7 separate regions of the Mus musculus genome follow, and all the other regions are linked to region 5. Evidence: chromatin contacts called from public Hi-C and promoter capture Hi-C data. All regions are on one chromosome and are shown on one strand. Each heading gives the region's core, a stretch centred on a gene start, on an enhancer-like site or on the middle of the called end of the contact. The rest is flanking DNA. Distances are from core to core; before and after follow the strand shown. Region 1 holds the start of 2410002F23Rik (RIKEN cDNA 2410002F23 gene). Region 2 holds the start of Myh14 (myosin, heavy polypeptide 14). Region 3 holds the start of Fam71e1 (family with sequence similarity 71, member E1). Region 4 holds the start of Clec11a (C-type lectin domain family 11, member a). Region 5 holds the start of Nomo1 (nodal modulator 1). Region 6 holds the start of Zfp473 (zinc finger protein 473). Region 7 holds the start of Syt3 (synaptotagmin III).

Region 1 (3,758 bases), core at 719-3,218, 1.8 Mb after region 5:
AAATCCAGTGGGCAGGCGCTAATGCCGATATTTTGTTCTCTACTGAGTTTGAAAATTTGGTCCTTTCTGTACCTTACCCAGTCCTTACCCTTAGAAGACAGAAAATACTGCCACCCTCTCTATGTAACTGCAGAGGACTTAGGTGCCTGCCCTTGATGTGTCTGTTCCATTCAGCACCCAGGTTTATTGAGGTGGTTTACTGACTGGTATGGAGTTATGAACAGCAGGTCTGGGATCTTTACCTACACCTGACTGATCCCATTTAAGTTAAGAGTTTTAATATGTAATACCCTATAATTGCGGGTTCATTAAATCCAACTTATAGAGAGTAACTGAAAAGGAAGGTACACTATTTATTTTAGGTGTGGACAGATTAAAAAGTAAAGGCTCTTACCACAGTAAGATGATGATGGATGGCTACGTGGCTTCAAGATACACCTGTAATACCGAAAGGACTTGGTGAGGGTTATGTGTGGGGCCAGCCCACAGGTACAGAACATCAAATTTAGAGGTCCTCAGATCTCCAGGTGTCAAAGGTCCTGGAGGGGCACTGTGTCCTCAAGGGTGTTTGGAGCCCAGTGCTAAACATCACAGGAGCCTCAGGCCTTCTGCAATGTCAAGGCTACTTGCCTTCAGGGATGGTGGCCAAGCTAACACAATAGAAAAGATTGACAAACACAAAATCCACTAGAGGCTCCAAGTTCCCCAGTCCAGTAGGTCCATAGAGATTCCCTATGGACATGATGTTCTGTCTTGGTTCGTAACCTTGAAAAACACAACCTGCAAAGACACACATCCTTCTGAGGAGCCTGGTGGGAGAACTATGGGGGTTCTACAGAGCAAAATGCAAACAAGCAAAACCCTGCTGAGATTTTATATATATAATATAGGCTTATATACATATATATATTTATATAAATAAATAAATAAATAAATGGAAGGCCCAGTGACTTACTCAGCGAGATTTGAACCACCCTGTGAAAGCTGTCTGGGAGATGATTTAGCAAGGAACACAAAGAGAACAGTAGGATTCCCAAGAGGAAAGAGTTTAATCAAGTGTGATAATGGCACTGACCAGTAAGTAGGCAGAAAAAGATTGGTTTACAGGCAAAGGTGTGGTTAAAATATTTTGGGAGAAATATGTAATTTACTTGAGTAGCTGAACCGAAAATGCTTGTACCATCAGGCCCTACAAGACCATCCTGTAGCCATTGTATTAGTATTCTTGCAGGTGAACAAAGGCCTGGCTCCCTTCCTCCTCGTCTACTCCTACCTGCTGCTCCGAAGCAATCCAGTCCTCCACGTGCACTCACTTCCGCCTTGGTAACTCCGTATCGTGTATCTGCCCCTACACCCCATCCTCCTCCAGCCCTCATGTGTTCTAGGTTGCACAAAATTGCCAAAATCCCACACGGGGGAGGGGCAGTGGTAGAGATTTCCTACGGAGAGAACCTGCAGGTAGCACGGGGCTGTCACTGGGAGGAAAGATTCTATGTCACACACCCCCCTCCCTGTCGCCTAAAAAAAAAAAAAAAACCGGGAAGATGGCGGACAAGACCCGCGACGTGAGCAGCAGAAATGGCGTAGCCCGGCTAAGGCAAGACAAAGGAAGGCCTGGCCCGGCATCCCAAGCTCCACAAACCTGGCGAAAGGCATTGTCCCGAAAGTACCCGCATCCGCCCCTTCGAGAGAAACCCTGGTTCCAGCCCGAGCACGCCCGCGGCCCCAAGCAGCGCCCTTGAGCCCGTCCGCGCGACAGGTACACCCGTGACCAGGCCACGGACACCTCGGGACACGTGCTTCCCAGGGTGCAAAGCAGCACCACCGACTGGAAGGTACCGAGGCCAACACCGTGGAAAAACTCACCGGGACAGACCTCACCTCACACGCGATCGCCACAGGCGCGCGCCACCGCCGCGTGTCCCCATTTATAGCGCGCGCTGCCCGTCAGCCCCACCCATCGCGCTCGCAAGGCCCCGCCTCCAGCGGCTCTTGGGCCCCGCCCTGAGGTAGCCCACACTTACGCCTGAGCCGGGGATCCTGCTTTCACGGTGGCAGAAAGAATAAACGTCTGTTGCCCTTAGGACATTCCTGATCAGGTGATAAGGTACGTTGTTCCCAAAGAGGATGAAGAGAATGAAGAACATATCTGAAAGGTTCTTCCGTTACTTCCGTCAGGCAGCTCTTAGACAGCTCCCAAGGAGAGGGCGGGACGAGAAAGCCCCCCATGGGGTGGGGGTTTGGCCAGAACCGGAAATCCCCCGACTTGCCAGCGCGGCAGGCTAGCTCGTTTTTGCTGCAGAAGCTGGGGTCCGCTAAAAGGGCCCACCCGGCAGTAGTCGCAGCTGCGGCGCGGGAGGCAGGACCAGCACACACTGGCAGACTTTTAGGGAACCATGGGTGTGGTGTAGTTAGAGGGCTGGGTTCTGTGATGTGCGGGCCCGGAGCGGGGACGCTAGGGCGGAAAGGAGGGGAATTCCCTGTGCCAGAAAGAGGGCAGGTTGGGGTCTGGACCCCTGGGTGTGAGGGAGGGTGGGTGGTGTCTGGACCCTTGTGTATGAGGGCGTGAGGCTGGAGGGCTGCACTACTGGGTTTGAATCTGGAGGCTGAGATAAGGACTGCTGGGTCTGAGGAAGGAGGCGGAGGGCTGGAACCCCTAGGTCTTGGGGGATAAGGGTCAGGGTTCTGAATACTTGGATGAGCTCGAAGTGGGTCCTCAACCACAGAAGTCATAGAACATTTTTTTTTTAAAAGTCTGCACCTCATACCAGTTCTCTCTTTCTTCATTTTGCCCTCCAAATAGTCTATGTTACACTCTTCAAGCTCTAGATTCCTTAATGTGACCTGAGTATTCTTTGTTTAGCTGGCCCTCTGCTCATTAGGGCTCTTTCTCATTCCGCTGGGGAGACTGGCCTGGGAACCTAGTGGTCTGAAGTAAAGGGAAAGATTCTTCTCTTAGGTAAACGAGTTTCCATTATTGCTGCTGGCTCACACCAGAGGAAAGTCAATAGTTTGATGAGACAAGGCCTCTCTCTCTAGAACAGGCTGGCCTTGAGCTCAGAAAGCTCCCTGTCTGCTTCTGTGCTTGGCTCCCGTTACCACATTGATGGTTAATATGGTCAACTTCTCCAAATCTGGTATTACCTAGGAAAGAAGCCTTGGAGCATACCTTGTGGAGAGTTATCTAGGTTAGCTTAGCCGCTGACCATGCACAGGTTATCTTAGTTGGGTTAGTTGACCTGGGAAGGCACACCCACTATTGGGGAACCATGGGCTGCATAAATGGAGAAAGCTGAGCACCAGTGTAAATGTCCCTCTGACTGCAGATGCAGTGTGACCAGCAGCCTCCTCAAGCTCCTGCCTCCTTGACCCTCACCTTACCTCTCCATGTGATGAACTGCACTTTGAACTGTGAACCTGTCCCCTTACGTGGCGTTTATCAGGGTGTTTTATCATAGCAACAGAAAAATAAGACACCTTTCTCTTTCCCCATAGCATGGACCCCCTTACCTTCATCTATGGGCACATACATTGCATCTGTCTGCACAGTATTGACACTGTTTATTTGATTACTTGTAGATCTAGTATAAGACAGAGTTGTTACTCTGTTTAAAAATGGACGCATTTGCTTGGGGAATGTGGCTCAGTTGGTAGAGTGCCTGTCCAACATGAAGGAAGCGCTGGGTTCATCCCTAACATTAGACCAGGCATGCTTGTGTCCACCTAGAATGCCAGCAAGAGACTGAGAACTTAGATTC
Region 2 (4,117 bases), core at 805-3,304, 1.4 Mb after region 5:
GGATGGTGTAATGGAGGATGGCGAGAGGTTTAGAGGCAGGGGCATTCGTCCTTTGGACTTGATTCTTTGGTCTTGCCTTATCCCTGGTGGTATCATAGAGACAGGAATTGATCTCACTGAGGCAGCCCGGTCTCTGTGCCCACGCCTGTAAAATGTGTGCAGCAGCAGGACCAAATGCATAGAGCTGGTGGGTCCATGTTGTGGGATTTAATGTACAGTGAGAGCTTAGAACTGTGTGTGTTCTCACTAAATGTTAGCAGGCATTAGAGTGGCATGGGTTTGCAGATCAGAGAAAATCCCCGGCAACCAAAGCCTGCTAAGCCATGTGTGGTGGTGCATACCAGTCATTCCTACACTCAGGCGGCAAAGGCAGAGCGATCAGAAGTTCACAGTCATCCTCTGTTATGCAGGTAGTCTCACCTCCCCTTAGGCTGAGCAAGCAGAACTGAAGCTGCCTCTGCAACCAGGCCAGTAAAGACAGATGATGACATCACCAGTTGCTGGGTAGATTTAGCCTTGATGGAGTGGATGATATCCGTAGTTGGCAGGTACGGTTGGTTGGCTACAGACACCTGAGCTGTCATGTCCAAATGGACAATAGAGTGCCAGGATGGCAGAGCTGCAGAATGAAACCCTGTCTCCGAAGCAAAGAAGCAGGCCTGCAGCAGTGGCTCAGTGGTTAAGAGCAGAAACTGTTCTTCCAGAGGACCTGGGTTCAATTCCCAGTACCCACAGGACAGCTCAGAATCATCTGTAACTCCAGTTGCAGGAAATTTGACATCCTCTTCTGGCCTCCGACCGCACTGTATGCACACAGTACACATACATATATGCAGGTAAAAAAGCCATACACACACACACACACACACACACACAGAGAGCCATACACTCACACACATACACAAGGAAACAGCAAGTTTAGGAGACTGTTCAAAGCTGAGGCAGACCCAAGTGCTTAAGGGACTATGAAACAACACGAGCTAAGCAGTTGGAAGACAAGGTGGAGTGTATCTATGTGGTGAGGGCTTTGGGGACTTTGGTATTTACTTATCGTTTGTTTGCTGATTTATTTATTTTTGCAGTAAGGTGATGTAAACTTAGTGCTTTATAGCTCAAGTGCCCTATAACTGAGCCACATCTTAAGCCCTCTTTTTGTACTTTGAGACAGGGTCACACTAAGTTTCTCAATCACTTTGTTTAAACCCATGACCTCAACTCATTGCAGTCCTCCTGCCTCAGCCCGGCAATGCTAGCTAGGATGGTAGGTGTGGTCCTCCAGATGAGGTTGGGGTTTTTGCTTTGTTTTCTGAGACAGGGTCTCCTATAATCTAGGCTGGCCTAGAAATCTTTACATAGCTGTAGGATGACCTTGAACTCCTGATCCTCCAACCTCCAGTTCTCCAGGGCTGGAATGATTCTCTGGTGCCATCACTCCTGCTTTGCAAGGTGACTGGGTGGAACCCAGGGCTTCGTGCATGCTAGGCTAACCCTCTACTGAGTCTCCATATAAGGTCTCAATCGCACCAAGTTCAAGGCTTTAGTGAAATTACGTAGTGGAAACGCTTCACACATCTTTGAGCTCAATAAATGATTCTGACCCATCCACCTGCTTTGGGTCTGCTCACGGTCTGCACTCTACAAAAGCAGTTTCTTGGTGTGTGTCCTCACGCCGGCTCCCGGGGGACCCAGGCATTCCGGCCTCCCGCCGCCCCCTACGGGTGCGCACAAAGGCATCCATTCATGCCTGTTTACAAAGCAGCCCATTCACCCTGTCCCCTTGAACCAGCAGCTGCTGGCCGCTCCCCAAGCATCTCTATTGGTGCTTCCTGCTGGCCATCAGGCCCGGGTCCCGCCTACTGCCGCACATTCTCGGCCAGGTTCTTTTCCCACGCCTGGCACGCTTTGCCAACTTCTGATTGGCCTGGCGCGCCAGCCGCTCTTTTTGATTGGGCAGCACTGAGCCCCAGGGGCGAGGTCTGAGCGGGCCGCAGCAAGTGCTGATTGGTCTGTAATGCCTACCTGTGGGTGGGGCCGTCCACTGCAGGCCCCGCCTCCTTTTCTGTCCAGGCCGAGGCCTCTGGACCGCCCTGGGCGCCGGTGAGTGTCCGGGGACCTCCCCCCCGTGGTGCGCCCCAAGGGTTGGCCAGAGCCTGTCAGACCTGGGGAGGCCGGAGCCGGTGGGGTACAGCGGGGGGTCTTGGAGAGGGGTGGGTCAAGACATTCACCCTGGGTGCAAGCGACCCCAGGGTCAGGGAGAGGTAAGGGGAAGGTTGTAGTCACCCAGCCCGGATTCCCACCTTGTGCCAGACAGCCTGGGGTCATCTCTGACAGCGTCACACGGTCTGTTCTGCAGAAGGGGAAACTGAGGCAGTGCTTGGAACGTTGCATGATAGAACACCTGAGTCATGGTCTCCATTCCCCAGCTCTCAGGACTACCGTGTCAGATGTCAGAGGAGGAAAAAGCTGTGGACCAGAGAGAGAGGGGTCGCGACAGGCAGGGACAGGAACAGAGAAGGATGTGTTTGGCTGGGTGTCCCAGTTTGTTTTGATTTGACTTGGTTTAGTTAGTTGTTTTGGTTTTTTGTTTTGTTTTGGTTTTTTGTTTTTTTGTGAGTTTTTTTTGTTTGTTTTTTTTGTGTTTTTTGTTTTTTTTGGAGATAGCTTCTGAACTCACTGTGTAGACCGAGTTGACCTCAACCCCCAACCTTCCTGCCTGAGCCTCTCAAGGGCCGCGATGACAAGAGTGTGCCACCAAGCCTCACAATGGACATGGGCACTTTAATGTATAACTAAACTCCCCTCCAGTGTAGGAGAATGGATTTGAGGTAGGTTTGTGTGGTTTCCATCTCACAGAGAGTGAAGATATAGACTGGACCGAGGTGGGGAACACAGGGACCTGGTGTGCCTGGCCCTGTGGCTTTTTTTTTTTTTTAAACATCATAATAGTAATCAGGAGTTCAAGACCAGCCTCAGCTACATGATGAGTTCCAGGCGAGCCTGGGCTACTTAAGACCCTGTATCTGAAAAACAAAAAACAAAAATAAATTGTTCTGTAAGCCATACCTCTTAACACCTCTTAAGCCACAAGTTTATCGTAGGCATGATCACCCGATGTCTCCTCCTCGATCACCTTCTCGATTGAGGAGAAGACCCAAGCCTGAGGCTGGCATAGCATTTTGACATCATATCTGAGGATTGGGGCATCCCACTTCCAGGGTTCAGGAAACTGAGATTCTAAGAAAGAAAGAAAGAAAGAAAAAAAAAAAAAAAACCACGATAAAACAGAACAGAGACCTGGGTCCTTTTCCTCAAATAATTTTTGTTGATCTCATGAGCCTCAATTCCTAGCGAAGAAAGTGAAGGTTCAGAAGGCTGGAGGGAGATTCGAACCCTAGCATACTTAGTCCGGCTCTGTGCCAGCCCTTCACCTTTGCCCACAGCCGCCCACTTGGCAACAGGTTCTATCTTTGCTGGCTGCTGTGCCAGGCCCCGCCCCCCGCCCAGCCCGGCAGGTGTCAGGAGACGTCAGAACCCGGTCCTGCCTTCCTGACGGGAGAGGCCCCACCTCTTGCTGGACCGCAGAGCCGGCCTCACCTGGGTGCTGGAGAGGATCTGGACTCGGAGGCCTCCCCATCTCTACCGCCAGGCGCCCAGGTAGCCTCGGGATCCGCGGGATAAAGGAGCTATGCCATAGGGCGCTGGGTCGGGACGAGAGGGAGTTAGGATCCATGCTCCCAGAGCGATAATGAGCCAGGTACCCCAAGTCAGAGGGAAGAAGCTGAGCGTGGAACCCAGTGTCTGAGCGAGGAGAGCAGAGGTCTGGACCCTAGTGTCTAAAGGAGGAGGGCTGAGGTCTGGACTCATGTGTCTGAAGGAGGAGGGCTGAGGTCTGGACTCATGTGTCTGAAGGAGGAGGGCTGAGGTCTGGACTCGTGTGCCTGAGGGAGGAAAGCTGAGGTCTGGACTTCTGTACCTGAGGGAGAAGGGCTGGGGCCAGGATCCCAGGGTCTGAGGAAAAAGGACCGGGTCCTGACCAATCTAGGACTGAGGGAGGAGGCTGGGCTGGGGTCAGTACCCCTGGGTTTGTAGGAAGAGGTTGGGTTCTGGACCCCTGAAT
Region 3 (3,755 bases), core at 48-2,547, 1.5 Mb after region 5:
CGTGGGCCCAGTCTTTGAGCTTTACTTTATCTCTCTGGGACAGAGTACCTGGAAAGCAGAAAGCACTGTGTAAACAGCCACCATCCTGACCCTGTGATGCCACTGAGGGCTGTCCTCCCTCATCTCGCCTGACTTCTGACCTCTGTGAAGTGCCCTGCCATTTTTCTTAGTGAAGAGGTTTGGTGGTGATCTTGGTCCCTGGGTGGCAAAATGGCGGCAGGGAGGTTGGAGGAAGTTGGGACTTAGAGGGGCAGTCACCCGAGGAGCTGCAGGTGTCCATTCTCCTTGTCAGGGCCGGCCAGCAGCAGCAGGTCTGGCAGCTCCAGGGCAGGACTAGAGGCTGCCACCCCCATGGTGACCTTGTTGGCGACTTCTCCAAACCGGGTCACCTGGGGCCAAAGGTTAAGAGGATCGATAGATGGAGAACAGAACTCAACAGGAATCTGATTGGGTCTTGGGGATCTTGACAGAGTGAAAGGTCATGAACTAGGGGAGATGAACAGTAGGTTAGGGATTGGGAATGTGGCTCAGAATATAAGCACACATGCCTAGAATCCCCCGGTGCAGGGCTAGGGTGTGACTAAGGGGTAGAGCTCCTGCTGAATAACGAGTGAAGCCCAGAGTACCAGCCATATTACCTCTAAAAAGGAAAAAAAAAAAAAAAAAAAGGCTTGTGGGCCAAAGATTTTAGGATTAAAGGACAAGAACCATATGTGTACAGTCAAGGAAACTGAGACAAAGGCTTCTGAAGACACAAAAAGCCCAGCGGGCTCAGAGGTGATGTGGATCACTTGGAAAGAACGACAAATGATGGGGGAGATCCGTACATCAACGGGTCGGAGGTCCGGGGCTCCACACCTGCACGAAGTTGCTTTCAAAGATGGGAAAGTCGCGCAGCTGGTCGAACTCGCCGCTCAGGAGGTGGCGTTGGAGGCGCCCAGGGCGGCACGGGGCGTAGGCTGGAGCCAGGGGGCGGTCTGCAGGGGCGAAGCGCGAGCATCCATCCCAGGATGCCAGGTACATGAACTCTGACCGAGGGCGCATGCGGGGCAGCGGCCTCCGCATTGCTGGTCCCATACCTTCCCCGGCTCCCTCTCTAGGGCCAACCCCTCCAGGCAGAAGTCCTTTTGTCACCTTCCATCCCCTCAGAACTGGTCTCACCTGCTCCGCCCCGAGCGGCCTTAAGATCTCGACCGCCCTTCATCGCCACGCCCCGGCCCTGGGGAGGAACGCCGAGTGAAGCCTGGGACAGACAGATAAAGGGTGGGGCCTAGAGCTTGTGACTTTACAATAGGGTGCCCGGCGTTCCGTGACGTCAACGACGTCACTTCTCTCCCAGGTGGTGTCACCGGGAACGTGAGCCCTAGAGACCCGGATGGAGAAATGGCCGCCCTGACTGCGGGAGCAGGCGGACGGGCGCTAGTGCGCAGGCGCGGCGTGCGGCGCAGGCGCGTGAGCCTCAGGATGAACCCTGTGTTTCCTAGCGGGCTGTATGGCTCTCGGTTTTTCTCAACGCTCCCGTATGGTGGCCGCGGGTGCCGGGGTGACCCGGCTGCTAGTGCTCTTGCTGATGGTAGCCGCGGCTCCTAGCAGAGCCCGAGGCAGCGGCTGCCGGGTCGGGGCCTCCGCGCGTGGGGTGAGTGCTAGTGGCCGGGGCGGGGCGGCCTCCTGTGGGCGCTAGATGGACCCCATCATGAATATTCATGAGAGGATGTGGTTTGCTCGGAACCTGAGCTGCGTGGAGTAGTGGTAGCTAGCCTCTCATCTCCGTGCTTGGGAGGCTGAGGCTGGAGGATCAAGGAGTTTGAGGCTAGCTTGGATTGCTTGAGATTGTCTCAAAAATACAAAAATGGGGGTGTGATGGTGCACGCTTTCAATACCCCTATTCGGGAGGCAGAGACAGGTGAATTTCTGAGTTCGAGGCCAGCCTAGGACAAAGGGAGTTCTAGGCCAACCAGGGCTACACAGTGAGACCCTGACTCAATAAGTAATTAATAAAGATATGGCAAGGAAGCAGTGCTCTAGTGCTAGGGTTGGAATCATGTTTCTGAATATGCACGAAGAAGTCAGGTCCTTCAGGAGCCAGAGTGCTGTAGGATGCCTGGCTAGGAGAAGCTTGAAATTAAGACATCTAAGGCTTAGGCCTGGGTGTGGGGTGCAAGGTCACCTTGGGCTACCTAAGGTCCTGTTTCAAAAAAACCCCAAAAATAGGGTGCTGGAGAAATGAGGGCCAAGAGAACTGACTGCTTTTCTGGAGTACCTGGGTTTGCTTTCTGGCACCTACCTAGAGGCTCACGACTGTCTGCTAACTTCAGTTTTTGGGGATTGCACATTCTCTTCTGGCACACCAGGTACCAGGCATGCACACAGGGCACATAGGTACATGCAGCAGATATCCATACACAAAATTAAAAAAAGAAAAATTACAAAGAAATTAAGCTGATGGTGGTGGTGCTCATGTGTAACCCCAAGCGCTCAGCAGACGTAGGCAGGAGGATCATCTCCGGTCTGGATCAGGGAGTGATTTAGTGGGACTCTGCTTCAGAACCGTGGGAAAGAAAGTGTGGATCTAGGATGTGCCAGAGAGAAGTGGGCTTCTTGCCAATGTGAATGGTCAGAGTATTAGCATGTGCAAAGGAAGTGAACTCGTGAATGAAAACCTGAATGACCTGGGGTGGGGGGCAGAGCAAGGTGGTATTTACCTGTAGTAGCAGCACGAAGAGGTGGAGGCAGAAGAATTGTGAATCAGAGGTTAGCTCGGGCTGTGCACTGAGACTCTCAAAACCAAAAAAACCAACAAAAAGATAACGACCCGGGCATTGGACATGAGAATAACAAGCTTTTAGAGTTTTCTTTGGGCTATGGAAATGGACTGTGTCATGAGAGGCAGTCCTGGGCAGAGCACCTGTGATTGGATGTGAGCATGCAGCTACGGCCTGTCCTTCAGCCTGTCCTTCTGCCCCGCCCAGAGCGTGAGTGGTTCTTACTTGGGGTCCTTGTCTCCCTTGCAGACCGGGGCCGATGGCCGTGAAGCTGAGGGCTGTGGCACCGTGGCTTTGCTGCTGGAGCATTCATTTGAGCTCGGTGAGATCAGTGTGTCTTCAGCCTTACGCCTGCCCTTTGGTGGCGAGGGCGGAAAGCACAGACAGGAGAGGACTTGTCTTTAGATGCCCCATGCCTGTGGCTTCAAGGTTTCAAGGGTTTAGTGCTTGTCAGTGTGCCCAAGGGCCTGGGTTGCATTTCTGCTAATGAAGATTATAAACATACACATATACATATATATGCATATGTAAATATATACACATGCACCACATGTACACTCCACACATATACTGATTCATACATATGTATGCATATGTACATGCATATGTACATGTGTGATGGGTAAAGAAACTATTTCATGCCAGGCAGCCTTCTTGGTACCCACTAGCCATTTGTCATTCATTCCAGTGCCTGGAAGATAGGTTCTTAGTAACACCCATCCAAAAATGTACAGCTGTGACCATCTTCTTATTATGATATGGTTAATTGGAGTTTTCTCTGGCATTTATAACTTGCTTACACAGATACCCAAAGATTGTTTTGAGTTGCCTTAACTTGGCAGAACAGAACAGTTTTTGCCTGCTTGTATAGGTATCAAAGATCTTCTTGTGGTTTTCACCTTTAAAATTTAATTTTCTTTCATAATTGCAGTCACATCATAGTAGGGGAGTCAAATCAGGACCTTCAAACAGCTGGTTATATCTCATCCATAG
Region 4 (4,061 bases), core at 1,544-4,043, 1.7 Mb after region 5:
CCCCTCCCCACATGCACACAACTTTCCATATGAGCTCACATACATGGAAGTACCTGAGGCACATACCCCTTCCCCCAAGCTGGTCCTGTAAACCAAGCATACCCACAGCTACCTACTCCTTAGGGCATGCTTGCCCAGTACACACAACCAGAGACACACACCCAGCTTCATGCACAATGTCACACCCCTGTGCCACAGCATACCGACAGCACCCTGCAAGATTGACCTACACCATACTCCAACTACATACTTAGATCTACCTACAAGAAGCACGGTAGACAGACCTGTGTGCTGTCCGAGCCAGCTCACCCACTCCACTGGTCATCACAGGTGTTTTTGCCTGTTTGCCTGTACACCCTGCCCACAGCACACCTCCCACCCCCCCAGCTATCCTTGAGTATACTATAGGTGCCAGGTTCAGTGACTTCTTTCCTGTCAAAGCACACAGAAAGGCTAAGTAATTTGGCCCAGGCCACCCAGCTATAAAGAGGTGGTATCAAGGGTGAAGAACACAGAAGGCTGTCTCCATCTTCTCCACAGGCCTGCTATGGTGTTTCAAAGAACATACCTGAAGATGTATACCCTTCTGCATTCTATAACGCCTCCAATTTCACACACATGGACACACAAAGCTAATTGTGTGCAGGTAGTCAGCTTTCTCCTACCTGGTACATTCACAGAGGAAGGCAGATTCATTCAGCATATTTCAGCCCTCTTCAGCCATGACTTCCACTTTGCCCAGCAGCGTCCCCAGGGCCACTAGGGAACACCAGCTCCTACAGAGGGTTGTTCTAGATAGTTTCTGAGTTTGTCTTCAGCTGCAGCTTCTCTGGGGCATCCTGGGATAAACTGGAGTTGGTACCCAGCTTAGAGAGGCCCTCATCTTGATGCACCCACCCAGGTGCCGAGCAGCTGCGCCCATGGAGAACAGCTGCTGGTGCTGGTACATACACTGAGCGGCTATGAGGCATTCTGCAGTTTACAAAGCCCCTCTGCATTATATGGAGGTCTCCAGCTTCCGAAGAGAGACCTCCGTGCTACAGATGAGCATCCGAGAGGCTCCGAGAATCAGTTGGCTGCCCAAGGTCACTCTGCCCTCTGCGTACTAGGCTTTCTTGAAAACTGGTGTGTTCCTTTACAAGGCCCCTCATGGGACTCACAGCAGCTGAGGGCAGATGTGAGGTACCTGCTTGGAGCCAGCAGCCTTGGTACATGATGCCACACCTGTGACCTCCATACGGCTGCCATGTCTCCTCTCTGAGCTTCTTTGCTTTTTCCTTGCAAACCCTGGGCCCCTAGATCTTTGGCTCATGAATTGGCAGGACCTGCGGGACTAAAGCTCTGCAGGACTCATGAGCCTGGCATGGTGTGGGTAAGGCATGGCCATCTACTCTCCTGGCATTGGAACCTTCCACTGCCCTCAGCGCCTGCACTCAGGCAGACACCTTGAGAACTCCGGTGCAACCTAAACACAAAAGTCTGATTTTTAAGGCCTTTTACCAAGCTGCTGTAACATTGGTCTTATTCATCAGTTTAACTGAGTACCAACTAGGTGCTAGGAAGTCCTGCTTTGATTTGGGGATACAGAAGTAGCCCCAAAATCTATGCCTTGGTCTGCAAGAGACAGATGTAAATAAACAAGCCCATACTGGTTGGACCATACCTAGAAGAAAAGGGGGCATTTTGAGAAAGCATCTCACATGGTGGGCAGAGCTGAGGCTTCAGTAATGAGAAAGAGCTGAGGGAAGAGTTTGCAGAAGGAGGAAAAGGCTAGGAAGGACAGAGTGGTGATGGAGGGTGAGGGGAGATGAGGTGAGACTGCAGAAAAAACGGTTCTCTCCCAGGCCCCAGCCCTGCAGGCTGCACTGAGGACCGAGGAGACCGCGGTTTGGCTTCTCTCCTGCTTCTGATGGGAAGGTGAGGAGGCAGGGGCGTGGGGAGTAATGTGATCTGATTTATGGTTTGGAAGGATTGCTCTGGCTGCGGCAGGCAAGCAGCCCAGATTGGAGGGGCTCTGTAGAAGGAGGGAGAGTAAGGGGAGGCCACTGCAGTGGTCTAGGCTGGGATAAGGCAGCTTGCAGAGGGTTCTCTACTCACGGCCAGTGCTTGGTTAGTATACATACTGGAGATACCTGCTCTGACTGTCAACCCTTCTCCTCCCTTGATGGGGGAACCACTGGGCTCACTACCACCCCTCCCACCCCAGCATCAACCTGCTCAGGGCCTGGCCTGCAGGAGAATCTTGTAGTTACACCTTTTAAGCAGCACACATGCATGCTGTTCACACATATCCCCACAAGCAGGCACCACATACAAGGGCTGGTAGGGCCAGGACAGGCCATCTGGGTAGAGGATGGGAGAGCCCCGGAGCCTGAGAATGTTAGAAGAGTCCCCTTCATTAGGCTGTGTGGTCAGCGGTGACCACAGGATAATAGCAACCTTAGCATACTCTCTGCAGTGTGCCCCCTCCTCAGGAATGGCCAAGACAGAGAGAAGTGAACAGTCCAAAGCTGGCATCCTATCATAGCCTGCTTTGTTCTGAGAAGACTCCTGGACCAAGGCTGAGGCCTACCAGTACCAAGGATGCCCTGGAAAACTTTCCCCATCTTCCTTTTATCCATATAAGTGCTTGTACTTGCAAAAGGGAGGAAAGAGGGCAGAAGCAGAGGTCTGGAAAGTGGCAAGGGGTGGGTGTGGGTAGACCCAAGGCGGGATCAGGCTTTGGAACGTTGGAGGTTTCCGGCCACAGAGGCAGAGCCTCCTGGAAGCCAATAGGGGCGGGGAGACTCACCAAGAGAAGCTGAGGAGATCAAAAGTTGAGACAGAGCAGATCAGGAGGGAAGGCAGAAGAGAAAGCCTGGCAGAAAGAAGGTCCAAGGGGCTTGTGAGCTGCCCACCAGACTGGGACACTTGCTAGGTCTATACAGCAGTCCTACCCCTGGCATTCTGACCTCTCTACTATTTGGGTGCTGGGAAGCCCAGCTGGATGCAGGCAGCCTGGCTCTTGGGGGCCCTAGTGGTCCCTCAGCTTTTGAGTTTTGGTCATGGAGCCCGAGGTCCTGGGAGGGAGTGGGAGGGAGGCTGGGGAGGTGCCCTGGAGGAGGAGAGAGAGCGGGAGTCACAGATGTTGAAGGTGAGTGTTGGAGGGGCACTGTGGGCTTGAGATGAAGTGTTCAGATGGGTAAAGAAAAGTAAGGGGGTTTAGATGGAACAATGGGTTCAGAAAAGAGCTGAGAGGGTAGGCGGGAAGGAAACTGACATGCATTCTCTGACCCAGAATCTCCAGGAGGCCCTAGGGCTGCCCACTGGGGTGGGAAATGAGGATAATCTTGCTGAAAACCCTGAAGACAAAGAGGTCTGGGAGACCACAGAGACTCAAGGGGAAGAAGAGGAAGAGGAAATCACCACAGCACCTTCTTCTAGTCCCAACCCTTTCCCCAGCCCTTCTCCCACACCAGAGGACACTGTCACTTACATCTGTGAGTATTCAGAAGCCAGGGTGGCCTGTCTGTCAAGCACTGACCCAACTCGGAGGCCAGACACATCAAAGGGGCCCAAGGTCCCCAGATGTGTCTGCCTGTCAAGAGTTTAACCCACTGAACTTCATAGACATGGTCACACATCCCACAGATCGCCTCATCCAATCCGCTTTTGGGAGTCTGAGGGCCGTGCCCTCCATGTCCTTAGAGCCCTTAATTGTGCCTCTAGTTGTGCCTTCTGTCTTTTCACAGTGGGCCGCTTGGCCAGCCTCGATGCAGGCCTACACCAATTGCACGTCCGTCTGCACGTTTTGGACACCCGTGTGGTTGAGCTGACCCAGGGGCTGCGGCAGCTGCGGGATGCTGCGAGTGACACCCGCGACTCAGTGCAAGCCCTGAAGGAGGTCCAGGACCGTGCTGAGCAGGAGCACGGCCGCTTGGAGGGTGAGTCTCAGCAGCACAAAGAGGGCCTAGGTGGGAGGAGGAGACCCATGGAGGTCTGAAGACCTGGAGAAAACGGGTATCAGGATACCAGAGGGTCCACATAGAACTGGGAGGTGCTGGCACATCTAGAGATGGATT
Region 5 (3,928 bases), core at 627-3,126:
GTCCCCAGAATTCCAAATGTCACACACTCACAGAAACTATCTGCAGCTGGCAAAATTTGTCCTGCTAGTGCCTGAGGGAGATCATCATCAGATACTGGGGACAATCTGAGGCAGCCCCATGTCCCACACATGGGATTAAAATGACAACATATAATATTTTTTGTGATAAAAAAAAAAAACTCAAACTCTCACTATACATGTATTTAAGAAGCCCATTAATTCAAAATCAAAAGCATGGCTGCCATACTTCTCTCTGGACCATGCAGTACAAGTCTTTTGTGAAGTACAGCTCAGAAAACCCTCCGTGGAGATAACATGCATGAGATGTCTGATGTTGTAAGCAGAGATTACAAAAGGATGGGTTGCTTCAGAGAGGAGGACAAGGAGCCCTAAGGCTGGAGCACCACAGTTCACAATGGACCACAAAACCTACTCTCTGCTCTCGTAATCCCTGTTAGTGCTTAGGGGTGAGGTGACTGTCCTCTGACACCCCTGACTGTCCTCTCCTTCCTCTCAAAGCTGCAGAAAGCTCAAGCTGAAAAGCCTTCCAGGGCAGCTTCTGAGATGCCCAATGCTACAAAGCCAGTAGGTGGCACGGCCCCTGGTGACATGGAACCAGGACATACTCCTGTAATCCAGCACTGTGGGAAACAGAGGCAAGAGTGTCCAGAGTTCAAAGCCAGCCTTGGGTATATTGTAAATCTAAGGCCATACTGTGTCTCAAAAAATTGGAAAATCAATTATAAATCAACCAACGAGGTAGAGGGACTCTACAGAGAAAGCCTGGAAGATGACAGTTGATTCTCCGCGTCGGGAAATCTTACACCACCTCTAACCCCACCTAGAAGAAAGGTAGTTTGAAGAAAGGCTACGCCCACAGGAATTCAGGGTGGGAACGGCTTCTCACCTTTTCCCCCCGGCCCCACTGGGTCAGCTCAAAGGGCTCTCGGGTGCCCTTCTCTTTGGCACCTCCACATTTCTCCTCCTTGGGCACCAGTCTTTACCTCTTCCCATCTCCCTCCTTTCTCTGGCAGCACTACCAGCCCTCCTGGGAAAACCTAGCCTAGCTCTCTCTCCAATCCCCTGTGTCTACTTCTACCCCACCCCCTCTTCTCACAGGCTTTCTGGGTCAGAATCCCACCGGGTTGATAACCACTTCACATTAACTTTCGACTCAGTCAAAAATAACTCCACAAATCTCTAGTGTAATTCCAGCAACTATGCAAGGTGGCTGGCAACTTTAAAAAGGAGAGGTGGGGAAGGTAGGGCAGCTTCGCAGCCCCAGAGGTTGTTACACTGTTCCATGTCAGGACTTAGCAATGGGAATCGATCATCTTTAAATTCATCCCAGGGAGGATGGAGGAGCGGTAAGTCCGAGCCTTGGGGTCTTTAGTACGGAGAGTGACACGTGTGGTTTCCAAGTTCTGCAATATGGGTTGGGCAGATTAGAGTTTCGGAGGTCCTGGTATGGGGGAGCCGGGGTCGGGCAGACCCTCTCGGCCTTCCCGCTCCTCGGCGCGGCTGAGGAAGAGTGCAGAGCAGCCGAGAGCCTGGCCAAGGGTCATCCAGCCCACCCGGCTACGCGCGGCCGGGGCTCACCTCGATGAGCGAGTAGTTGATCTCCACGTCCGACTTCACGAAACCCCCGCAGCCTACCACGATGTCCTCGGAGCCGATCGCGCGCCCCGCGCCGCTCAGTAGCAGCAGCAGCAGCGCCGCGGCACACCGGCCCGCACGCATGGCCCGGCCTCCGCGTGCCTACCCTCCGCAACCCGCCCGGTCCCGCCCCTCACACCGCACGCAGCCGGCTCCTTCCTTCTCCTCGCTGGGCTGACAAGCCCAGGACCCGCCCCGGAGCTGCTCTGCGCAGGCGCGCCGCGGCCCTGCGCCCACGCCCCCAAGAAAGACCGACGCGACACGCGATCCGCCCGGAATGATGGCCGCTTGCGCCTCTGGCGTCCTGGAGGACTCTGCGCAGCCTCTGGAAGGAACAGCCCAGACAGGCTTCCACTTCAGAGTCATCGTCACGGCTAAGAGCTTTTTTGTTGATTAATGTATTCAACAAAGCCCAAGTCTTTTTGACTCACATATTTCACGCCAGATGTAATTTCAAAAAGCCCTTTAGAAATGTGTTATTTAGTTCTTTTTCCCACGACGCCATCTCTTACCAGTGCTTGACTGTATATTAAAATTTTGTTTTAGCCAAACAAGTCTAAGGCTTGCCTGAACCACAGGGCACATTCAAAACCAACCTGGGCAACTTTAGCCCTGCTTGGGTTACATAGAGAGTACTAGGGTAACCAGAGAGTAAGGGTGGGGGGTTGGGGGGTGTCTTGGGTTGACGGCAGTCAGTAAAGTGTCTCACAATGATAAGGATCTGAGTTTGACCCCCAGAACCATGCTAACACCAGCAACCTCAGCACTGGGGAGGTGGAGACTGGAGGACCCCCGGGGCTCACTGTCTAGTCTAAGGGGAGAACAGTAAGAAGCTCAGTCTCCGAGGATGTGGGTCACCTTCCTACCTGACAGTGATACTCCAGGCGTCCTCTGATGGATGTGCTGGGGCAGAAGGTTTATTATAGACATCTGGGAGAGCACAGCCAGAGGCGGGAACATCTGGGAGAGTCCAGAGTGAACGTGACCCTGAGCCATGAGAAGAGACAGGGAGGGGAAGGGAGAGTGGAGAGAGGGGAACCAAGTGCAGCAGCCAGGAGGCACAGAGGTGTAGCCCTGGAGAGTTCAGGGCAGGGGATGGGGGATGTCAGCCATGGTGGCCCTGTAAGAGTTAGGAGCTGAGTGTTGCTGATAGAACCTGGGGGCCAGGTCCGCTTTAATATGTTAAATAGGCACCTCAGCGGTGTGTCCCAGGTTTGACACCTCACACTGCTTCCATGATGGACGATAGAATTTGAGGTAATCTGGAATCTGTGTTCCTGGGCCATGGCTCAAAATGGCTCCAGAATAAACTATCTATTATTCCCCTTAAGATGAGAGCTCTGGTTTTGTGTTGACACACCCACACATGTGCACATAAAGAAATCTGTGCATCTGGCTTCTTTATTACCAATGATGTATTTCTGTTGACATGGTTTTCCATTACAAATGATGCTGTACTTGGCTTTGAGACTTCATCTCACTAGGTAGCCCTGGTAGGCCTCAAACTCACTTACATCCCCCTGCCTCTGCCTCCTGAGTGCTGGGGATTAAAAGCATATACCACCTACCTGGCTAAATGATGTTTTCTTCTGCAAAACATATTAACTAAGTTCATAATTATATTTAAAAAGATATTTATGGGGCTGGAGAGGCGGCTCAGCGGTTAAGAGCACTGACTGCTCTTCCGAAGGTCCTGAGTTCAAATCCCAGCAGCGACATGGTGGCTCACAGTCATCTGTAATGAGATCTGATGCCCTGTTCTGGATGTCTGAAAACAGCTACAGTGTACTTACATATAATAAATAAATGAATCTTTTTTTAAAAAAGATATTTACGTTTTATTTTGATCCCAACTCTAACTTGTATAGAAACACTTTGAGGTTTTTTTTCTCTCTTAAGCCTGAAATTCATCCAGTTTAATTGCCTTTGAATTCATTCTCTCAAATGAATTCATACACTTGAATAAATAATTTTTTATGCCAGGAAATAAAGCTGCTGCAGGTTAGAGCAATCAGTGCCAGGGGCGGGGGGGGGGGGGGAGGGGGGAGTGACACTCACAGGAAGAAGGGCCATGGCTTCTCTGTCCTCACCACCACCTCCACCTCCCACCAAAACGGACCCAAATAAACAGAGAGGATGTGAAGTTTCACTGACAGCAGGCTTGCCGCACACAGCTTGCAGACGCAGTTGCGAGTTCTTCGAGAGCCCTCTCCTGCTGAAAGCTCAGAAGAAGCCGGCTGAAAGAACACTGTGCATCATACTGCGGGCACAG
Region 6 (3,863 bases), core at 960-3,459, 1.3 Mb after region 5:
GAGGTCTCGGGGATTTAGAATGCACTGTTCTTCCAGAGGACCCAGATTCAGTCTCCAGCACCCCAGTCTGATGGGTGGCTCACATCACCTGTAACTTCAGCTCCAGGGGATCTGACACCCTCTTCTGGCACTTGCAAATTCATGCCATATACACAAACAGAGCCCATGACGAGTGCCACGCCATCTCTGATGATGGTAAACAGCCACAGCCCTGTGGGTGAGCCGTCAGCAAATGAGCTCGGGCAGGTAAGCGTGGGCTGAATTGCAATGTAAATTGCAAGCAGAGAAAGCCTCTCTCATTTTCTAAGACATTCTAGATGCAAACATGTAGATAAGATACCATAGGAAAAAATATTATACAATTGACTGCAATTTCTGTCTGGCACCTCAACCAACGTTAGAATGTAAACTAGTTGTGCAGAATTTAAAAACATCCATCTTTATGATCTTTAATTTTGAGTATGTGTGTGTTTGCATGTGGGTATGTGTAAAAGGTCTTTGCTACTTTGTGAGTTCTTTTTCCTGCCTTTATTCTCCCCTTCCCATTTCACCCCCTATCCCTAGGTAGGAGAGAAAGAAGGACAGAGGGAGAGAGATCAAGAACTCTGAATCTAATTTCTTCTTTGAGCACAACTACTAACAAACTGCAATACCCCCCCCATCCCCCACCCCCACCAAACAACTCTCACGGTACCCAGTTGAGGCCCTAGTATTTACAGACTCTCTGAGAAGTTCCCAGAATTCCAAACGTCACACAGTTGTAGAAACTATGTGCAGCTGGCAAAATCATGAGCTGCTGGAGCAGGAGGCAAAGCTTAGTCAGCTGCGGAGAAGCAGCCCCATAGCCCCACTCCTGGGATTGAAACAAAAACATATTCTTATATTTCTGTGTTTTTTTTAAAGAAATGAAAATTCCAGAATTTTCACTACAGTTATGTGCATATGAACCCGTGTGAAGGCCAATCCCTAATTCCCTAGAACTAGGGTTACAGGCAGTCATGAACTGGGAACCAACTTGAGTCCTCCGGAAGACAGTAAGCACTCAAATATTGAACCAACTCTCCAGTCCTTAGGCAGGGCTGGATTCTTTTTTTAAAGACAGTGTTTCATGTAGCTTAGGCCGACCTTGAACTTTTGATCCCCCAGCATTTGAAACTTACCCAAGCGTACATCCAGCTTTAATTAAACTGAGGTGCCCATTACTATGTAGTCCATCCTGGGCTGTCCTGGAATTCACTATTCTCAAAAATCCTCCTGACTCAGCCTCCCAAGTGCTAGAACATTGCTGAGTTTAGAGCTACTCCTAGGGGAGGTGGCAGTTCGGGTATATAATACAATAAGTGTCTGTTGCACAGATCCTTGCATACAGTAAGTGCTCGGATCTTGAGTGTTGAGGTCTCCTGTCTAAGGCTGCACATTCAGTTCCGACTACTGATACTCAAGTCGGCTTTTATTATGCACCCATTTGTTTAGTTCATTTATCCTACGTATGACCATCAGCTTGCTACCATCTATGCTCCTGTTGCAGGAACGCAGCACAGCAGAGTACCAAAGGCTAAATTCCACAGGTGTGGGACTAACACTTCCCTAAGTAGCAGAGACTGGACCGGGCCCCACAATCCCAAAGAAACCAGTGACGAGGTACCCGTGGAGGCGGAGGCGGAGTGTCTGACATTCCTCACAGGCTCCGCCCAACACCTTCCCAGCAAAACAGAGGAAGTGGGTGCTCCCCCCACTCCCGCCCCCGAACCCCAGCCTTGGTCGGCCTCCGCCTTCCTCAGGCAGTGACGTCACAGGCTGCCGGGCGAGCGGCTCCTCATCACTGTACTTGTGAAAAAGCCGTGGGCGCCGGGGTTTCTCACGGCCCGGACTCTCACTCCGATCCGGAGCAGAAACTTGGACTCACCTTTACAGTTGCCCCGCAGAAACTTCCGGGGAGGGAGGGTGAAGGAGGGGCTGCGCGCGCATCCCCCACCGGCCGTGCGACAGCAGCGAGCAGACGCGGCCTATTTCCTCTAATACAGGGCATCCGGACAAGCTGTGCCCTGCTGGAAACTCCATTTCCCAGAAGCCTGAGCGACACGCCTGATTAGTCCATCCCCCTAATTGCTCACCGTTATTCGGCCTTCTCTGGGGCGGGCTTTTCCTTCTACTGCGCATGTCTGACGTCAATCTTGATGAAATACGTGACAGCCACCAATCAAAGGTCCTGTTGTCATTTTTAAACTCTCCTTGCTTCTGTGCTCTCTCTGTAATCTCAGTTTTGCCTTCAAACTGTATCTATGGCAACCCGCTGTCACCTCCAAATGGAATTTTCGGGGTGTAGAAGGTGAAAGTAGTCCTATAACAGGGTAGTGGGCCATCCAACCTTGGTGTCACTTAGCCATGAATCTGTTTCCTCTCTACTTCCTAGAGGGCTCAGTGGGTGGAGACCACAGGTGGTGGGTCCTGGAATTTGGCGCGGAGTTACCTGGGTGGGATAAATTTGAGGAGAAGTTTCTGGAACCGGAACTTCCTCGGAGGAATTTCCCCCTGTACTCTGAGGGAGCCCTCCTCATGAGGAGTTGGGTTTTCTTGGGATCCTGGAAAGCATATGTTCTTTGGGTTGCCAGCCATGCTGAGGTACGGAGACACGGAGCCATGCCGAGGTACGGAGACTAAGCCCAGGCGCCCATGGCCTTAGTCCTCTGTGGCCGGGGTGGGAGGCCCTGACAGAATGCTGAACCCTTGAGTGCTCACAGCCGGGCGTAGGCCCGGCTCTTAAGCGGGGGTTTCCTCTCGCGACCAATACCTACAATAATGGCCCAGAGACATCTATTGCTTCAGTTTCGGGGTATCAAACCCCCTCTTGGGCTTCTAAAGGCACTTAGGTGTACACACATAGCACTTTGAAGCAGTCATAAACAAATTTAAAAGGAAAGATTATTTGTATCTATTATTTGAGCATCTCAAATATATACTGTTATGTTCTATTTAAAAAGCCAGGGAAGCCAGGGATATGTTTGGTAGGGCGAGGTATGGTGCTGGGGAAGGGGGTGCCTCTGCGGGCCCATGCTGAGGCATCCCTTCCCCTTGAGGTACCAACCACAGTGGGTATAGTGTAGAATAGAGTTTATTTAGGGCATGGGGAGGGGAGTTGAGAGGTAGTAGAGACAGAGAAAGGTAGGGAGAGGGAGTAGAGGCCGGCCATGAACACGTGTAGAGAGAGGGGAATAGGGCAAGAAGGGACAGAGAAGGAAGAGAGTGTGGGGACTGAGGGGCAAGCAGCCCCTTTTATAGTGAGTCAGGCATACCTGGCTTTTGCCAGGTAACTGTGGAGTGGAGTGTAGAAGAAATGCTAACATTCCTTTGTTTTGGTTTAATTTTAAAAAAGGAAAAATTAGAAAGAGGCAACGGTGAAGCAAAAAATAGGGTCATCATGATCTTTAGCTAACTTTCTGTTGTTATTGGGGCAGTGTGTCTCTGGGAAACCTAAGAAGATGGGGGTGGGGATGTTGGTGAAGTCTTAGGAGAATTGGCTGTGTCCTTGCTGCTCAGGGTCTGTGGAACCAACTGTGGATAGATCAGAAGGAGCAGGTCCAGTAGAAGTATCTGTGGCTGTAAGAGAAAATTGGAGCATCTATGGGTTGTTTCTCTGGAGCTGTCTTATGTGTAGATTTTGAGTAAACGCTTGGATTTGGCAAGATGCTGAAACACACACACACACACACAGGAGGTAGAGAATAAAGTTAAGTACGTTTGGGAGAAAAAAAATTAGGTCTTTGGGGTAAGAGGAGTCCCAATCCCAGGAACAGGAGAGCAATCTCACCCTCTGGAATAGGTAGCCAGTGAGAACGTAGGCTATTGCTTGGCAGGTGTACTTA
Region 7 (4,056 bases), core at 672-3,171, 1.6 Mb after region 5:
CTCGGACCCGTGCACAGAGGTCTGAGACCAGGATGAGCGCCCGCCGACAGAGGTCATCTTCATAGTCCCCAGACATAGTGGCCACGTGATCCTATACTTAAGAGTGGGGTGGGCAGAGCTGCAGAAAGAGACAGGGACAGGTGCAGGGAGAAGGAGGGAGAAGGTCTGGTAGGGAGGCAAAGGTCAGAAGGTGGTGGCTCGGGGACCAGGATTAGAGGATGAAAATGACAGATGTTATAGTCACTTCTTGGGGTCACCATCTAATGAGAGTGGTTAAGGAGCAAACGGATCAACAGAGCCACACCAAAAGGCAAGGTACTCTCAGACGAAAGGAATGTGCCCCCAAGGGGCCACAGACTGAAAGTCAGGATGGGTACTCTGAGACCCAAAGGAAGGTTGGAGGCAGCCATCAACAGTAGGCAGCCAGGCTGTGGCAGGTAAGAGCATTTTGGGCAGCTGCAACATCATTGGTGGGAGGCTTAGGGTGGGAAACTGCTGGAGGGTCAGAGGAAGGAGAGTCAGGTGTGTGGCAGAAACCCCGAGCTGAGAGAAGGGGAGCTAAGAGGACAGATAGAGATAAGAGGAAAGGACCAAGTGAAGTCGGGTAGCCAGGGAAAGATAGACACAGAATTCGGAGTATAGAGGTTCAGGACAGAGGCTGGGGAACAGCGTGTACTTCATTATATCCGAGACATGGTGCACACACAGAGAGAAGTGAAGCCAGGGAGGCAGGGGTGTGGGCAGAAATACCTTCCAATGAGACACAGGTAGATCAGAAGAGAGAGAGAAAAGATGCTGAATTCCAGGTTGGACAACCAGACAATGGCTGGAGACCTCAGATACAAGGCAAGAGAAGAGAGTTGGGAACACAGACAGACAGAAGCATGGTCAGTTTAAAAAAAAAAAAAAGGAGAACAGGAGAGAGAGGTGGAGGTGGGCGAGGAGGGAGTAACACAAGGTAAGGTTTGGAGCTAGACATTAGACATCGGTGGGAAAGAGCCCCCCCCCCCCCCGAGGGAAAGAACGAGGGCCAGACAGTCAAGAGAAGCCAGGCTGCTAAGGAAGACTGACTGCCATTTGGCCAGGGTCAGACTCACCTGTGCTTACCCCTGCCTTGTCCTGGGTGGCAGCCGAGGCGGCGGGGGGCGGTAGCCCATGGGGATTGCAGGGTGGACGAGCCTAGCCGCTGCGGACCGGTCTCCACGCTTGCCAGGTGGCAAGAAGGGGGGCTGGTGACTGATCTAGGGACCCAAATCGGGAGGGAAAAAATCAGCCCAAGCTTTGCATCTTGCCCGACTCGAAGTAGCTGCGCGACCCCAGATGACCCCGGTGAGGTCCAGCCGCCCCCTCCCACCTCCGTGCCCCCAGCAGCTAGTTAAAAGCTTAGGGACTACAACTCCCAGCTGGTCTTGCTGCTAGTGCTACTGCAGCTTTATCGCACCAGAGCTGCAAGGGCTGCTGGGAGTTGAAGTCCTCAATGCGTCTCCGGTCTGCAGAATATGGGATTTTTTGGGGGAGTGGTGCTGGAAGGGTTAAAATGTCAGGGTCCCAAGACGCTGCAGGAGAGGGGAAAGGAGTCCAAGATCTCCAGAGGTCACGTAGCTCTAATCACTTAGGGGTCATGAGATGGGTCACTAATCCCCATACTCTGGGGATGGGTGGGCAAGGGTGAAGTGCACCCAGGTGTATTGGAATCAAGATCCCCCTTTTTCCAGGGCCACGTGCCCCTCCCCTGGAGCGTCCAGCTGGCACTGCAGACTCAGCTCCCCAGCTCCAGATGCGCCCCTATTTGCACCGACCTCCGCGCCCCCACTTGGGGCCGCCCCCTTGGGATGAGGTTGGGGCGGGGGAGGGGGAGGGGCGGACTCACCGGAGCCCCGGCTGCTGCAGCCCGGAGCGCGCGCGCGCCCGCCTGCCCGCTGCCGCGGTGCCCGCCTGGCTCCTCCCCACCCCTGTCGCAGCTCCTCGGCTCCTCCCAAGCCCTTTCCCCCCCCCTCCCCCGCCAGCCCATGCAACCCAAAAGCCAAAATCCGTATGGCCCTAGTGTGCACCTCCCTGGACTCTGGTTGCAGTTTCGCCCCAGTTGAGAGGCCACCTGAGGGAACTAGAAGGTTAGGATTCAGAGGTCCCAGGCCACAAAAACTCCTTTCTCCAGGGAGCAAGATCTCAGGGTTTACAGCTGAGCAGGCTGGAATGAAAGCTGGCCACAGTAAGTCTCATATTTTAGGTAGAGCCACAGGCACTGGATTTGAATCCTGCCCTAGTCCCCTTGAGACTCTTAGCATCCCAGATCCCGATGTCCAGCACAATACAATGAAATTATCTCCTAAGGGATGTAGTTTGAGAAACCAGTCAGTGTGCATCAAAAACACTGGCACCAAGTGGGTGCTTAATGACTACTTACAGGCACAGAGCATCCGGTTTTTACCACATTAATAGCAGCTAATGAAAATTGCCACTCACCATTACCAATGTTAGGAGTTAAGAGCTTTGAAGATGGCTTCTCATGGAATATTCACTTTGGTATAAGGATGAATGCAATCAAGGTATTCCCATTTCACAGAACAATTGAGGCCCGTGGAGATTCAATTCCTCCCACGAGGTCCTGATCTACACAAAAGCAGCCCAGAGGGGTGGCTTGGAAGTTAGTGTCTCACTCAATTGCTATTGTCCTCCCGCCAGCCAGTTATACAAAATAAACACAGCTTCCAAGGCCTGATGGCAGAGACCTTTCATCCCAGTTGCTCTGGATGGGGAGGGAAGAGGATAGAAAGTTCCAGGTCAACCTGGGCTACGGATGAGTTCAAGACCAGCCTCTGCAGATTGAGTGAGACCCTGTCCAAAAATAAGAGAGAGCTGGGGATGTAGTGCAGCAGTAGAAGCCCTGTCTAGAATCCTCCAGTGAGGAGCTGGGGGCATTGATGAGAAGTGGAGCCTTTGTCTAGTAGAATCTCCCAGGAAAGCAAAGCGCTTGGTCTGATAGCCTAAAAAACCAGTGTTTGCTTGGCATATCTGAGACTCTGGGTTCAAAGCAACTCTTCCCCTTGTAGCGTATGCATGCAATTTGCAGTTGTTATATATCAGAAGCCTCCGAAAAAGATAGCTGGCTCCATCCAGGGTCCATGTTTATGCTGCTAGCATCTTCTCACAGGAGTCTGAGGAAGCATGCACGGGGGCCTGGCCACCAAAGGTGCGGCGAACGGCCTTAGTGGCTAGTCAGCTCCATGCCAGCCATGGAGCTCAGCCTGACCAGGCGGTGACACACACTCAGAAATGTGCACACAGATGGGCTTGCCAGCTTCACGTGACACATCTTCAAAGAAACACTGTGAGTCTGAGGCAGCTCAGATGCTGCGAGGCAGCTGCAGCAAGAACCAGCCATCTGTGCGACTCGGGAAAATGCATGCGTGTTTAATGCCAGCTCAGCACACTGTATGACTTCCGCTGGGTTAGTTCCTAACTGCCTTACTTTTTCTCTTTAAAAATGAGGACGATTTTTAAATTAACAAACAACGAACAAACAAAAGTTTGGACACTAGGCTTTACTCTGAAGTCCAAACCAGATGAGAACTAGTAATCCTCCTGCCTCTGCTTTCTGAGTGCTAGTACTGCTGGCTGGTACCACTACACCCCACTAAGATGATGATAATTGGTACACACGTGTGCATGTATGTGCATGTATGTGCGTGCGAATGCATGCACATGCGATGTACAGGTATCAGGGTGTCATCTGTCTCAGTTTTTGGCTGGCTTGTGAGATCCATGGATCTATCTGCTTCTACCTCCCAGAGAGGAAATTAAAGTGGGGGCTTGCCACCACACCTGGCTTTTTATGTTGTTCTGGGGTACAACTCATAACATGTTTGCTCAGTAAGCACTTTACTGATGAGTTTTCTCCCGGGCCTGAAAATGATAATTTAGAAATAAAAATCAGATATTGCACCATTATTTCGAAGATTAAATTAAATTATCCTGAGCTCAGTTGCAGAGCACCTGTCTAGTGCTCCTTGGGGAGGGGCTGGTGGTGGCATCCGGTGGCAGAAGCCTGCGAGGGGA

What was found. Promoter capture Hi-C pulls out the DNA fragments that hold promoters and counts their contacts. Hi-C and Micro-C count contacts between places; a contact is called where the count stands out from the background. Capture Hi-C pulls out chosen DNA fragments and counts their contacts.
Region 1: a promoter capture Hi-C map of liver shows a contact between it and region 5, with 6 times the contacts expected there. The contact joins the promoter of 2410002F23Rik here to the promoter of Nomo1 in region 5. A contact is called at or near these places in 1 of 39 promoter capture datasets (liver), 2 of 484 Hi-C or Micro-C datasets (CD4 T cells and regulatory T cells) and 2 of 9 other capture datasets (adipose tissue and liver).
Region 2: a contact with region 5 is called in a promoter capture Hi-C map of liver, with 3 times the contacts expected there. The contact joins the promoter of Myh14 here to the promoter of Nomo1 in region 5. A contact is called at or near these places in 1 of 39 promoter capture datasets (liver), 1 of 115 datasets of contacts at active chromatin or transcription factors (pancreatic cancer cells) and 2 of 9 other capture datasets (adipose tissue and liver).
Region 3: a promoter capture Hi-C map of liver shows a contact between it and region 5, with 6 times the contacts expected there. The contact joins the promoter of Fam71e1 here to the promoter of Nomo1 in region 5. A contact is called at or near these places in 2 of 39 promoter capture datasets (both in liver), 2 of 484 Hi-C or Micro-C datasets (B cells and liver) and 2 of 9 other capture datasets (adipose tissue and liver).
Region 4: a Hi-C map of CD8 T cells shows a contact between it and region 5, with 9 times the contacts expected there. The contact joins the promoter of Clec11a here to the promoter of Nomo1 in region 5. A contact is called at or near these places in 2 of 39 promoter capture datasets (both in liver) and 1 of 484 Hi-C or Micro-C datasets (CD8 T cells).
Region 6: a contact with region 5 is called in a promoter capture Hi-C map of liver, with 6 times the contacts expected there. The contact joins the promoter of Zfp473 here to the promoter of Nomo1 in region 5. A contact is called at or near these places in 2 of 39 promoter capture datasets (liver and pre-B cells), 1 of 484 Hi-C or Micro-C datasets (muscle stem cells), 2 of 115 datasets of contacts at active chromatin or transcription factors (astrocytes and thymic regulatory T cells) and 2 of 9 other capture datasets (adipose tissue and liver).
Region 7: a promoter capture Hi-C map of liver shows a contact between it and region 5, with 5 times the contacts expected there. The contact joins the promoter of Syt3 here to the promoter of Nomo1 in region 5. A contact is called at or near these places in 2 of 39 promoter capture datasets (liver and pre-B cells) and 2 of 9 other capture datasets (adipose tissue and liver).

Annotation. Positions count from the first base shown.
Region 1 is chr7:44,244,932-44,248,689 of GRCm38.p6, reverse strand. It overlaps 2410002F23Rik (RIKEN cDNA 2410002F23 gene), which reads right to left and starts at 1,968. Exons shown (of 6, transcript NM_025880.4): 1 at 1,867-1,968; 2 at 395-438. LOC115486841 (a small nucleolar RNA gene) reads right to left here and starts at 600; the gene lies at 510-600.
Region 2 is chr7:44,668,780-44,672,896 of GRCm38.p6, reverse strand. Myh14 (myosin, heavy polypeptide 14) reads left to right here and starts at 2,054. Exons shown (of 42, transcript NM_001271540.1): 1 at 2,054-2,097. 2310016G11Rik (RIKEN cDNA 2310016G11 gene) reads right to left here. Exons shown (of 5, transcript NR_152106.1): 2 at 3,595-3,698; 3 at 3,064-3,234; 4 at 2,298-2,463.
Region 3 is chr7:44,494,137-44,497,891 of GRCm38.p6, reverse strand. It overlaps Fam71e1 (family with sequence similarity 71, member E1), which reads right to left and starts at 1,297. Exons shown (of 5, transcript NM_028169.2): 1 at 1,162-1,297; 2 at 859-977; 3 at 259-389. The coding sequence starts at 1,204. Emc10 (ER membrane protein complex subunit 10) reads left to right here and starts at 1,474. Exons shown (of 7, transcript NM_197991.3): 1 at 1,474-1,636; 2 at 3,012-3,084. The coding sequence starts at 1,523.
Region 4 is chr7:44,305,691-44,309,751 of GRCm38.p6, reverse strand. Clec11a (C-type lectin domain family 11, member a) reads left to right here and starts at 2,793. Exons shown (of 4, transcript NM_009131.3): 1 at 2,793-3,133; 2 at 3,278-3,479; 3 at 3,732-3,923. The coding sequence starts at 2,987. It also overlaps a transcript of Shank1 not described here.
Region 5 is chr7:46,031,644-46,035,571 of GRCm38.p6, reverse strand. It overlaps Nomo1 (nodal modulator 1), which reads right to left and starts at 1,876. Exons shown (of 31, transcript NM_153057.4): 1 at 1,600-1,876. The coding sequence starts at 1,740.
Region 6 is chr7:44,746,695-44,750,557 of GRCm38.p6, reverse strand. Zfp473 (zinc finger protein 473) reads left to right here and starts at 2,209. Exons shown (of 5, transcript NM_001289836.1): 1 at 2,209-2,648. Vrk3 (vaccinia related kinase 3) reads right to left here and starts at 1,929. Exons shown (of 15, transcript NM_133945.1): 1 at 1,907-1,929.
Region 7 is chr7:44,381,991-44,386,046 of GRCm38.p6, reverse strand. It overlaps Syt3 (synaptotagmin III), which reads right to left and starts at 1,921. Exons shown (of 11, transcript NM_001114116.1): 1 at 1,871-1,921; 2 at 1,098-1,241; 3 at 1-91. The coding sequence starts at 76. It also overlaps a transcript of 1700008O03Rik not described here.